Regions from separate parts of the Arachis hypogaea genome. Here region 1 is linked to region 2. Evidence: chromatin contacts called from public Hi-C data. All regions are on one chromosome and are shown on one strand. Each heading gives the region's core, a stretch centred on a gene start, on an enhancer-like site or on the middle of the called end of the contact. The rest is flanking DNA. Distances are from core to core; before and after follow the strand shown. Region 1 has its middle 7.8 kb from the start of LOC112801968. Region 2 holds the start of LOC112801967 (cinnamoyl-CoA reductase-like SNL6).

Region 1 (6,273 bases), core at 1,881-4,380, 73 kb before region 2:
GGTTTATTATAAAAAAAAAACTGGGCTTTGAATTAAGATGGACTAATTGGACAAGAGAATTAGTGACAACTGTTTCTTACTTCATTGTTATGGAAGGGCAACATTTTGGTTTTTTAGACCAAATAGGAGGTATCCGTCAAAGTGATCCTCCATCTCCATATCTTTTTTTTTTCTGTGCAAAAGGACCATCATTCTTGCTGCACAAAGCACAACAAAATAAGAAAATTCAAGGTGTTTAGGTTAATCGACGATGTTCAACTGTTAATCATTTGCTTTTCGTAGATAATTCCATTCTATTTTGTAAGAGTTCAGCTGAGATAACTCAGCGGATATTGAAAATCCTGAATACTATGAGAGTTTTAGTAGTCAAAAGGTGAATTTGAAAAAGCCTACAATTTTCTTTAGCCATAACACCCTTCAGTCAACTAGACTTAGCATTGTTCAGAATCTTAATATTGATCATATAGGAGTCCAAAATTAATATCTGGGACTCCCCTCTACTGTTTAGAAATCTAAGAAAGCCATGTTTAGAGATATTAAACAAAATATTCAAAAGAAATTATAGTGTTGGAAAAAAGCTTGTTATCATATAGAGGGAGGCATACTCTCTTGAGAGTAGTCGGTGAAGTAATTCCAATTTACTCTTTGTTTTGTTTTAGACTCTCGGATACCTTACTAGATGATATTCACAAAATGCTGCTAGCGAAGCATGGAAAGAAAAGTTGTATGGATTAAATGGGATATTGTGACAAGATTTTAAAAAGATAGTGGGTTAGGAATCAAAGATTTGAGGATATAGAACCTAGCTCTACTCGAAAAACAGCACTGGCGAATTGCTAAATATCCCAATTCAACTCTATATAGAATACTCAGAGGTAAATACTTTAGATACAATGATATATTGAGAGCTGAGATAGGTAATGGCATAGTATTCTGGAAGGGCGAAAAGTGATTGAAAAGGCTTATCATGGAGAATTGGCTTTGGAACATCAGTCAAAATCACCAAAAACCCTTGGCTGCCTCCATTGTTGTCCATCATTGTTCCCCTATCAGCATTCCTGCATCAACCGAACCATACTCTTTTCTATGTCACTAATTTGATGACTCCAGAACGAAGCTGGATCCAAGTATTGTTTGAGTCCACCTTCATTGCTGATGTTAGCTCAAGAATTCAGTCAATAAGGTCAGCAAGTGGATGATGAAATTAGTTGGATTTTGTCCAAATTAAAACATATGAGGTTAGTTTAGGCTATAAAATTGCCTACTCCTTCTATCATCCATTGTTTTCTTAATGCCTTTAGTCTTTTCAGAATCATAAAATTTAGGAAAGTGTATGAAAAATAAAAATACCTCACAAAATAAAGATTTTTTTGAAATACTTACACGAAAAGCTCCCAATGATGAGTTTATTGCACAACAGATTCTTAGCCACACTTGCCGTTTGCCCTCGTTGCCAAATTAAAAAAGAAACCATATGCCATGACCTCTTCCAATGTCCTCTCTCTGCCTCTATTTAGGGATTAAGCTTGATTAATGAAGATGTGTGGAGAGACAATTCATATTCCTTCCTTTAATGGTGGTAGAAAGCTCACGCGACATTGGATTCGACTCTAATGGTCGTCGATTAAATACCATCCTGCCCGTGCTTTGTTGGCATTGCTAGAAAGCAAAAAATCGCTATGTATTTGAGAATAAAATGAGTTCTATAGATTAAGTTGCTCAAAGATTCCCACAAGCTAATGAATGAGATTTTCGAAGCTAACTTTGCTCGAGTTTTTTTGGTCAATTCACTATCTTCTTTTCTTGTCTATTGTACTCTTTTCTCTTTAGTTTTTTATCTGTTTCTGTCACCTGTGTTTGTGACCACTTGGGAGGCTCCCACTTTTTTCCGTTGTATCTAACTTTGGAACTATTATGACGAATACAAAAAGCTCCTATGCATTAGGCGAAAGCCAGCCACCATTAAGAGCCTCCAATGCAGCCTTTATCCTGTTGTGACTATTTGATATGACTAAACTACCCGGTTGTAGCGTTATATGCTGCTGAAAGTGAGATAAAAAGAATGACCTCGACTCTGCATTCTCACCCTCTACAAATGCGAATGCAATAGGAATGATATTGGAGTTGCCGTCCTGAGCAATCGCGACAAGTAGTGTACCACTGTATTTGCCATACAGATGGGTTCCGTTGACACTAACAAATGGCTTGTAATGACGGAAAGATTCAATACACAGTGGGAATGTCCAGAAAAGCCGATGGAAATAAGCTGATGATTTATCTACTTGCCCACCAACTCGCACAGGACTCATCCTCAACACAGCGACACTACTTGCATCGTGATCTGCACACCCAGTATCCATCGCGACAAATCATTATATGACTCTTTCCAATCTTCGTAAATATGTGCCACGGCCTTCTGTTTAGCCATCTAAACCCTCTTGTAAATCAGTATAAATCCAAAATATGCCTCTGTTGTATTCTGTAGTACCTTGATCGAGACAGCAGCATCAGCTCTAATCCTGGGCAGTATAAAGGTCGATATCACATGATAATAAAGCATCATGTGATCACTAGATATCGATGTGGCCAGCAAGTAAGATGACTATTGTACCGTTTTACCTCCCAAATACCTTTGCGCTGGCAGAGGCTGACCCGAATGAGTCATGTGCACCCGTTGCTGAACTCTTTGCACTTGCCATAGTATTTGCGATGATCATATTCCAACATTTTGTACTCAACCCCACGGCGGATGCTATAAGTCTTCACGCTTAACACAACCTCCACTTTATCTTGAAACTACCGACCAACTTGGAATTCAAATAGAGCTCTTGTATTCTGTGTATCTCTGGCCCCGAAACCAATAGGTACTCCCAGATTCCCCTGCTGTGCCATGGCATCCAATTCCAAAGTTGAAAAGTGCGATGGTACTGATGAGTTTCTGAACTAGATACTCCACCACCCATAACTGGAGTAATCCTTGCTATGTCATCATCACTATCATCAGCTATCGTGGTGGGATCCACATCATCATCATCAACATCATCATGCAGTGCATCCTCAACGTCATCCGGTACTCCACCATCTCCGAAATCTGGGACCATAACAGGAGTACTGGGCATCGCAGTAGCAACCTCACCCATGGTCCAATATCGTATATTCCTCCATCACGACTGTGGCTTAGATTAGCTGCAAAGGACGGAGATGCAACTAAAACTGCCTCAGGTACAATCACCAGCACAACTGACGAGGCACCAACAAGCATGGAACTAGAGCAGGCTGGCATTGCTGAGGATCGAGGATTCCGGTTCAAACTTTTAGAACTACACACCACATCCACAAGCTTCGCCAATAGCTCAAGGGTCCTCACCTCGAAAAACTGACGACGATAATGGAACAGAACTTGCAAATCTTCATCATTGCCTAGGACGAATGAATCGTATATCACATCATCTCGCAGCACGAAAATCAGAATAACTTATCCACCCGGTTCACGCCATGCAGTCTCAGTTTCTGGAGTATAGTAGTTTGAAACTTGGTGAAACTCATCAAAGGTTTGAAGAAAACACTCAGCGGATCCTTATTAGTAAATTTAGTTTCCGATCGCATTTTCTTCTTAATCAACCCTCTATAGTGCACCAGAACTAAAAACTCTCATCACTAACCATTGTGAGTCCCACTATGACAAAAAATTCACATTCAACTCGTATTTATATACGTTAGAAATATTCTAATCGAATTAACTCCTTTCGAATTATACATAATAAAAGATTTCGTAATAAGTCGAATCTAATGGCTTCGATTTATCATTACCCACTACTGACTTTAAATTGACTTCACTGTATTCGATTTATTAAGGGAGACTAAATCAAACTTGATTGATTCGATTTAGTATTTGCCATATAAATTGAAACTTATTGATTCGATTTACTGTAAGTTACCATAATTCGAATTTTTTGAATTCGATTTACGTTTGAACCACAAAATCAAGTAATAATTCGAATAAAATAGATTCGATTTATTACTAACAATCCTAATTTAAATTTGATGAATTCGATTTATATAAAAATATGCAATGAGACAATCACGTAATGTTTTTAAATTTAAGGGATACACGTAAAATTAGAGTTGCTTTGATTTGTAAAAGTGAATTACCCTTATTTTTAAGTTTTAATAAATAACATTTATCTATAAAAAAAAGAGTTAAAATGAAAAAAAAATCGGATAATTTACTTTTTTTTCTTCCAAATTCTTAGCAGATATAGTAGATAATAAAATAATAATTTTATTAAAAAGAATTGGACATAACACTCGTTCGACGTACATTTTTTATATTTAAACATATTTTAACAAAAATAAATTTTTTTAAATATGTTTGGACTTTTTTAAATACTATTATGTATAGACTTGTTCAATATTATTCCTAATCTATATTATTTAAATGGATTTAGAACTAATATGTATTCTTAATTATTAAAAAAATATTTTAAATACTTTATATAATTAAAAAAAAATTAAAAATATAAAAACGTTACTTTTTAGTTTAATATAAAAATATCAAGATATTATTATAAACAATATAAAAAATTTTAATTTTTGTCAAAACTGAAGTTAGTATATCTACATTTTACGTATTATGTCATGTTTTATGTTCGTATCAATATTAATATTTTACAATTTATGTCAATTACGCATATATTTTATCTATATTTTATCACAAAATAATACTACTGTTTTTTTTTTCTGAGAAAAAAAGAGGAATAACAATTCGTTCTACTCCAATTTTTGATAACGTCACTTCATATTAAATTTTTTATATTATATAATGTATAAATTTTATAGAAAAATGAATGGTATTATTAAAATTAGAATGACAATGGGTTTATTTGGGTGAGTTTTTAAAAAAATATTTTTTTTAAAAGATTTTTTAAAAAAATAAAAATAATTTTATGTTTGAATATCTCATACAAAATTTTTTTATCTATCAATTATGTTTAAGTACAACAATACAAAAGTATTTTTTATTTATTATTTGCAGAATATCTTTCTATAAGAAAAAAATATATTTTATTTTTTAGTACTTTTATTTTTACTATTAGAAATTCACTAAACACGTTAAAAAATAAATAAAAAATATTTTTTATCAACTTAATGACACTCAAACAAACATAATATCTATTTCAAAAAGTATTAGTTAAAAGAATTAATTTAAGGATTTATTTATTTTGTATCCTAAGAGCACATGTTAAATTTATAAATTAAAAAGATTCTTATTAAAAATATAAAAAATTTAAGTTTTTAATACATTTGTTTTGTATTCATTAAATAAAAATATTTAAAAATTTTTACTAATGATAAGTTTATCATAACTAAAAGTAATACTATACATTTAAATTTTTTTATAAACTAAATTTAATCAAATTAAATAATAAAATTTAGAATAATATTAGTCATAACTTATTTTTATTATGTTAAACTAATTTAATTAAATTTAATTAATAAAAAAAATTAAATATGTAGTATTATTTCATTAACTAAATCCCAAATTTAATTACACTTAAAAGAAATGTCATTTACCCATTAAAGAAAAAGAAATGTCATTTAATAGCAAGGAGCAAGTTTGACTACATTTAAGATGATATTTGTTTCCTCGTTAATAGTAGAGAGATGATTACGTGATATATTTGATCGTTAAAGTACGAAAATTTTGTTGAGTTGTTCGTATAGCAAATATATTTTAGATACAATATTTGTTAATATTTATCTGATATGTGTGTCTGTTGTGTCTTATGAAGTATAGACACTTCACTGAATTACTGTGTTTGTATGTCGAATACATTTCGAACATAATATTCATAGACATTCAGCCAATATGTGTCTGCTGTATCTAACCGTGTCTTAATAAAAAACAAAAAAGTTTTTCTTCAAACATGCCTGAACATATCTAAATACCATCACGTATCAGTGTGTCTAGCCTTATTCTTAACATATATTCTTAAAATTAATTTAGATATAGTATATATTATTATTTATTAAAACAAACAATATTTTAAATACGTGATATAATTAAAATGAGACATTAAAAATAATTAAAAAAATTATTTTATATTTTAATATCAATAAAATATCACAATATAATTACGATTTATCTAAAAAATACTTTATATTTTATATTTATGCAGTCACCAAAAAAAAAAAAAAATATTTATGCGTGTCCCGTGGCATGTAAGATTTAAAATTTGCGTTGGCGTGTCCCGTGTCCCATGTCGTGTCGTG
Region 2 (6,657 bases), core at 2,940-5,439:
TGTTGTTTGAAAAATCTTATAGCTAGTACGTAACATGGGATTAGTTTTAATGAAGAGTGAACTTCTTCAACAAATTAAAAGAAACCTATATTACCTAATATACACAATTGTTCTAGACATGGTTGACAAGAAACAGATTTAGTAGGTAATAATAATAATAATAATAACGAATGACATGCAAGTAAAGGAATCATTGAACATACACAGACAACAATTTATACACTTTGAAACCGATGCAAGAGGACGATCTATCTTCTACACTTTGAATAATGCCAGTTCAACAAACACACTGAAAAAAAAAAAAAAAAAAGAAAAGAAGGTTAGCACCACTTATTTATTACTGTTTATTTGTAATAAAAGCAGCCATTACATATTAATTTTTTTATTTAAGAATAGCCATTTGTCTTAGATTAATTACCAACTCATTTTTGCTTTATTAATCTCTGTAATGTTTAATTTTTTTCGTCAAAATCCCAATCCAATTCCTATTTAAAAGGAAAAAATTTATCGACTCAGTTTATAATAAAGTTTGTTTGATAAAATTATAAAGACTTTATACTAAAATTTATAAAATCATAAAGTTTTTTAATACTAAATAAATTTAGGAGTTGTTTAAAAAAAATAAGAAAAACAGTATTATAGTGGGCTGCCATTCGGTGGGATAAGATGGGTTAGCCATTTGCCGCCCCTAAAAAAAATCACCAAAATTTAGTAAAAATTTTCACTATTCATCTAATTTTATTATTCGTTAAAAAAATGGGGATTAAGTACCATTTTAGTATCTAAGGTATATGTAAAAAAAATTTTTTATTCTTAATCTCTTTTGGTATACAAAATCGACCCTAAGTTTTAACTTAATTTTAAAATAATATTTTTTACCGAAATTTTAATTTTCATCACTAAATTATTTCTAACTAAAAAAATTATAAAATAAAATAAAATAAAATAAAAACGGATTAAATGGGGAATGGATCACGCTGGAGGAGGGAACAAGAAAGGGAAAGGGAACGTGGCTTTAGGGTTTCACGCGAAGGAAGAAGGGAGGCCGCCGTCGCCGTCGTACTGGCTTCGTCATCGCCGTTGAACCGCGTTGTCATCGCTGTTTTGAGCTACTCTGTTATTGCTAGATCCGCCATCATTGACCGCGAAGAGAGAGAGGAGAGAGAGAAGGATGCGTGAGCTGAAGGTAGAGGAAGAGTGTCACCGCCATCACGCCAGCTGCCACCGCTGCCGTCTGTTGAACCTAATGCCATCGCTAAAGCTCCTCTACTGCTTCGCGTCCTCCACTGCCGCCGGTGCTTCTGGTCCTTGCCGCCGCTTTGCATCCTCGCCCTACTCCTCGCCGCTGGTCCTCTCCAGGGTTCTGTTTCTGATTCGTTCTGCTTCTGCTTCTAATTTGATCTTTTGCTTCTGATTCTAATTCTAATTTTATTGTTCTTGTGCTTCTGATTTTGATTTCATTATTCTTGTACTTCTGATTTGGATTCTGTTTCTTTGATCTTATTGCATGTTCATGAGCGGCTGTTTCTGCGTTTGTTTCTGCGGGAGAGCTCCTTTGAGGGGCCAGAGGAAGAAGAGGAGGAACGACGTCTGTTTTTGTTTTTGTTTCTGCGTTTGTTTTTTCTTCTATTTTCTAGAATAGGAAGAGGTATCGTTAGCTCTCTGCTTTTATTTGTGCGTTTGTTTTTGCTTCTGTTTTTGCTTCTGATTAAGAAGAGATGTTGTGATGAAGAAGAAGAAAAAGAAGAAGAGAGGGGTATTTTAATTTGAAGGACGATTTTAGAATTATGTTAAATTTTAGAAACAATTTTATAAGTTAAAAAAATGGTTGAAAACGAAAAAAATTTTCAGCCTATATCTTAGAACCAAAATCTATTGTACTTAACCCTTAAAAAAATTATATATATATATATATATATATATATATATATATATATATATATATATATATATATATATATTTCACTTAATGTTAACCAAAATTTATCAGTTTATTTAATCAGTTGTCTGAAATTTTTTCCCTTTAAATAAGACAAATAGATTTATAAAAATAGGTTAAAACAGCACTCAATTCTAAAATGAATCGCTGTAATGCGAGACTAATTAATTAGTTTAAAGAAAACACATGAAATTATGTGAGGAATATCAACTATCATTTTGGAATACCCTTCATTGGTTATATTTTAATTGTGTTTACATTTATATGAATAGATGATTATGCAAGCTTGAGTGGCTATCGTAAAGAGTGAAAAAGAAATCTATTGAATGATTAAAAAGAAAAAGAAGCTGGTGCAACAAAAGAAAAGGGAAGGCGATCACATGGCGGATATAAAGGCAAAATTTAATACAAAAAAAAGGAAGGACAAAAAGATCATGTGTATATATTTGTGTTTTTTCATGTGTATTTTGCCTTTCCTTTGATTAGCCATTGAAATAAATCTGGATTTAGTTAAAGAATGATCTAATAAGGAAGTTGGTTCATAAGAATTATAAAAAAAAAAAATTGGTTGTTACAATGCATTAAATTCTTTTATTTGATTTAATTTATATTTTCTATTCAAATATTCCACTTTTAATACTTTTAATAAGTATTTCTAAAACACTTGTTACCTAAATCACATAAATATTTCTTATAAAATGCATTAAATTGCGTCTCACTCAAATTCACATTTTTATTGCAGTGATTATTATGGATAATTGTGTGATTATCATAAAGCCATTTGTTCCAAAAATTTTAAATTAATCAATAAAATGAAGTATATGAATGATTAATATTTAACGCGTCCTTTTATATAAGAGTTTTGTTTTGGTTAATGTATGTAAATTACTATAGGTCCTCTTTCTCTCTCTCTCTCTCTCTATATGTGTTTTTTTCTCGTGTGTTAAAACTTTTTGTTGTTGAAATCAACAAAAATTAAATTCTAAATTTTTGAATATAAAAATTTTGATACTTTATCATATAATGATATGTACAGACATTTACTGGAAGGATTTTTCAAACATCAAAATCTCACAATTCAACATTCTTTTATTCTTTCTTTCTTCTATGCCTAAATTTTAGTAAAAGAAACGGAACCAATTTAATAAAATTTATCCTTTAATTTACCCAAATTCACCCTTCAGTCAATGTGTACCAAAAAATTACATTGCTTTTACTGTTGAAAATTTCAACACTAAATCTGCCCGTAATATCCAACTCTAAATTCAACAAAAATTTTAACGGTATCATTTGGAAAGACAAACATATTAGTTAGTATTTCTAAATGATATACAAATTTTGTACATAAGCATTAAATTTGTCATTTTTGTTATTCAAATAATGTGGAATCTATAAATTTATTTATTTTCTAAAATTTAGTTCTAATACACTAATATTATAAAAAAATTTATACGATTACTCAATTAAATTTATATATTTAGATGATTATTTAAGTGGTAAATTTAAAATTAGTAATTTTTACTAGTGTATATAACAATGTGGAATTGATTATTTGTGTAAAATTTTTTGAAAAAGTCTAGTTGCAGTAACTTTTGTATTTTGTGGCCAGCACTTAACTATAAAAAAAGTGAGTGATTTTTTACCATTAGATATGTAATCTCACACCAATAAAAATATTATTAATGGCCAATTGATGGTTACAAAAATTACTGACTCCTAGCACTCCTCAAATTTTTTTATATTGATAATAAATTAAAATTAATATCTTTATTTTTTATATGAGATATAGGAACCAACAAAAAAGTATTGGCACATTACTTAGAGATGCACTACAAGAAACAATGTTTAGATGCAATTGAATAAAGAAATATGACTTTATTCGAAAGGGGATTAATCTAATAATCCACTCAAAATACTAATATAGGGAGGCTCATGTCCTTGGTTACGTATTAATAAAAAAAATGAGAGTCCATAAAAAAAATATTTTTTTGCTACTTTTAGGATTTGAACTTAAAAGAGTTTTTAGTTGAGTTATATAAAACATACTATTTCAACTAATTTTATTTTTATTATTTTTATATACATTTAATAAATAATAAATTAAATAAATTAATAAGTTTTATCGTTTCCCTTTGTAGTTTATGAGATCTGGCATCCTATAAGGCTATAACACAAACACGCCAAGCTGGACTTTTGAGTTTTGACTGTGAAAACATAAATAAATATATTTTTAATTTATGAATTATTGTGAAATATAATAATGGATCTTTTACTACTCGAACACATGACATAAGACATACTTGACTAGTTAGCCTCCACACTTTGACTCTTTCTTTTTTCTCTTATATATATTCTCATCCCTCATTACAACCATTTTGCCTTCTCACAAACACATACCTAATAACCCTACTCTCTCTATATTTGCTTAAGAGTTCATAATTTAGGTTTTATTTCCATCATCATATAATCTCCCTAGCCATATTTATTTATTATTTTTTATTCAAATTTTATTATAATGGGTGTGGTGCGGTCGTGGGAGAGTAGGCAGGCGGAGCTAGAATCCTTCTGTCGAAGACTGGTGGCCGATACGGCCACCATTCATCGGCGAAAGGACCTAGAGCCGCAGCCGAAAAACAACCTCTTTGGGGATTATGAAGAAGAAGAAGAGAGGAATACCCTAGTTTGTGTGACAAGTGGTGTTTCTTATTTGGGACTTGCTTTGGTCAACAAGCTTTTGCAAAAAGGTTACTCAGTGAGAATCACTATTGAAAACCCAGGTATTCTTTCTTCTTTAATTTCTCTTACCTACTATTGTTTTCTTCTCTTTGGGTTGGTTGAAATAATCCTGGTTTTAATGAGGGTTTGTTGTTAGCTTTGTCATTTATATAGATTTTTTTTCACTCTTAAGTTGTTTAATTAATCTATGCCTTAATATTATTATTTTAAAAATTATATGAACAACTCAACGTGTATAATATATAAATATTTTTTAGCTGTGTATTTTTATTGGTCGTCATGTGATAGGTTGACTATGTTATTGTAAGATATAATTTTTTATTTCTAAAAAAAAGGTGTATACTCTTTAGAAACTTGTTTTTGCTTCTGTTTTCAGTTTGAATAATTATTATGTTTCTTTTCTTCGGTGAATTATCCGGAAAAAATGTATGTAATGCTTTTTTTTCAAATAATAATTTATTCAAAATTAAATATATAACGTAATATTTGTTACCTCAAAGTAGTTAAAATTTTTATATGTATAATATTAGGATAATAATAATAATATTGTAGTAGGTACCAACTATATATAAGTATTTGAGATTGGATATTCATAAAGTTGTTGAGCATTATAATTAGCTGGGTAGGTATGAGAAGAGAAACGTGGAACTTATTCAGCTGTACAACGATTTCATGGAACTAAGAATTTATTAGAACTCTATATCCAAAAGCTTGAGAGTTTAATACTTGGTGAATTTTAAAATTAATTTAAATTTTTGAGACGAGTAATTTTATGACTTGAGATATTTATTATTTTTACTACTCGAATGATTATTTTAGATAGTACGAGTAATATTTATTTTATAACTCAATAGCTTATTATACATATTATACACTTAGATCATTGATTCTCTTACAGTACTCTTAGTTGAATCATAGAATATATTTTAAGAAAGAGAATGATGATTAAATTAAATTTATAATAGAAACAATGTGCTAAAAACTTTAGCTGATTAAATGGCAAAAAAAAAACGGAGAATAATTTGAGTGTACGGCAAAACATGTGAGCTTTTAGAGCCGTCCATTGTGAGCTTTTATTTAAGTTTGTTTGTTTTCATGATTGAAGCCAACTTGATGGCCATACTTATTTTATGATCAATTTATTATAATATTATATATACGATTGAAAAAATTTTAAATATTGTTGTGATACTGATTTTAATAATTAATTTTAATTAATATATTTTATATTTTTATAAAAATTTAATTTTGATATATTATAAAATAATTTTGTACATACATTCAATTATATAATATTATATTAATAAAAATAACTATATTACTGCATGAATAATCATTTAAAAAACGAATATAATTGTACGATTATAAAAAATTTAATATCAAAATTAAACTTTTTTTTATAATTAAAATCAACAAATAAAACTATTAAAATATCGATATTTTTAAAGTACTTTAAATTCTTGAGGCAAATGTATATTAAATTTATCAAATTTTATCTGCTAGAACAATACAATTACCTGGAAAGTGCCATATATATCATTCATATTATTGAAGATATAAAACTATTTTAATTGTACTATGAAAATTGTCTAGTGTACAATTTTGAATGTGGACTGCGTCTCCTCCACGGCATATATTTTATTTATTGATTGATGCAACGAAACTTTATTAGAATTTTATTTTGCTTGTATTATGTTTGGTTTATTTGAAACATATAATATAATAATATATATTTATGCTATTAGTTTTTTTTATCACCGGCTTAATTAAGTATTCTTCTTTTTTGTTTCATTTAATTAAAGGGGGCTTAATTTAATTAATTTAGGTATTTTATGACTATCTCTCTAATCTATATGCTCCTCATCAATTATTGCTCACTAGAATCAAAGGCTCACATGTGGCCACAAGCCCACAACTACTCTCTTTCTTTTGAATTATTTCAATATAGTTAAAATTAAAGTTATTTTTTATTATTTGACAAT

Evidence for each region. A called contact is a pair of places that touch in the nucleus more often than the background predicts.
Region 1: a contact with region 2 is called in a Hi-C map of leaf, with 2.8 times the contacts expected there. The contact joins the enhancer-like site here to the promoter of LOC112801967 in region 2. A contact is called at or near these places in 2 of 8 Hi-C or Micro-C datasets (leaf and an unstated tissue).

The regions. Positions count from the first base shown.
Region 1 is chr5:92,997,983-93,004,255 of arahy.Tifrunner.gnm2.J5K5, reverse strand. No RefSeq gene overlaps it. Among protein-coding and RNA genes, the nearest start is that of LOC112801968, 7.8 kb to the right of the region's middle. Within about 2 kb of position 3,130, at least 1 of the 3 cell types and tissues checked has open chromatin away from gene starts, as enhancers often do.
Region 2 is chr5:92,925,728-92,932,384 of arahy.Tifrunner.gnm2.J5K5, reverse strand. LOC112801967 (cinnamoyl-CoA reductase-like SNL6) reads left to right here and starts at 4,189. Exons shown (of 5, transcript XM_025844934.3): 1 at 4,189-4,716. The coding sequence starts at 4,455.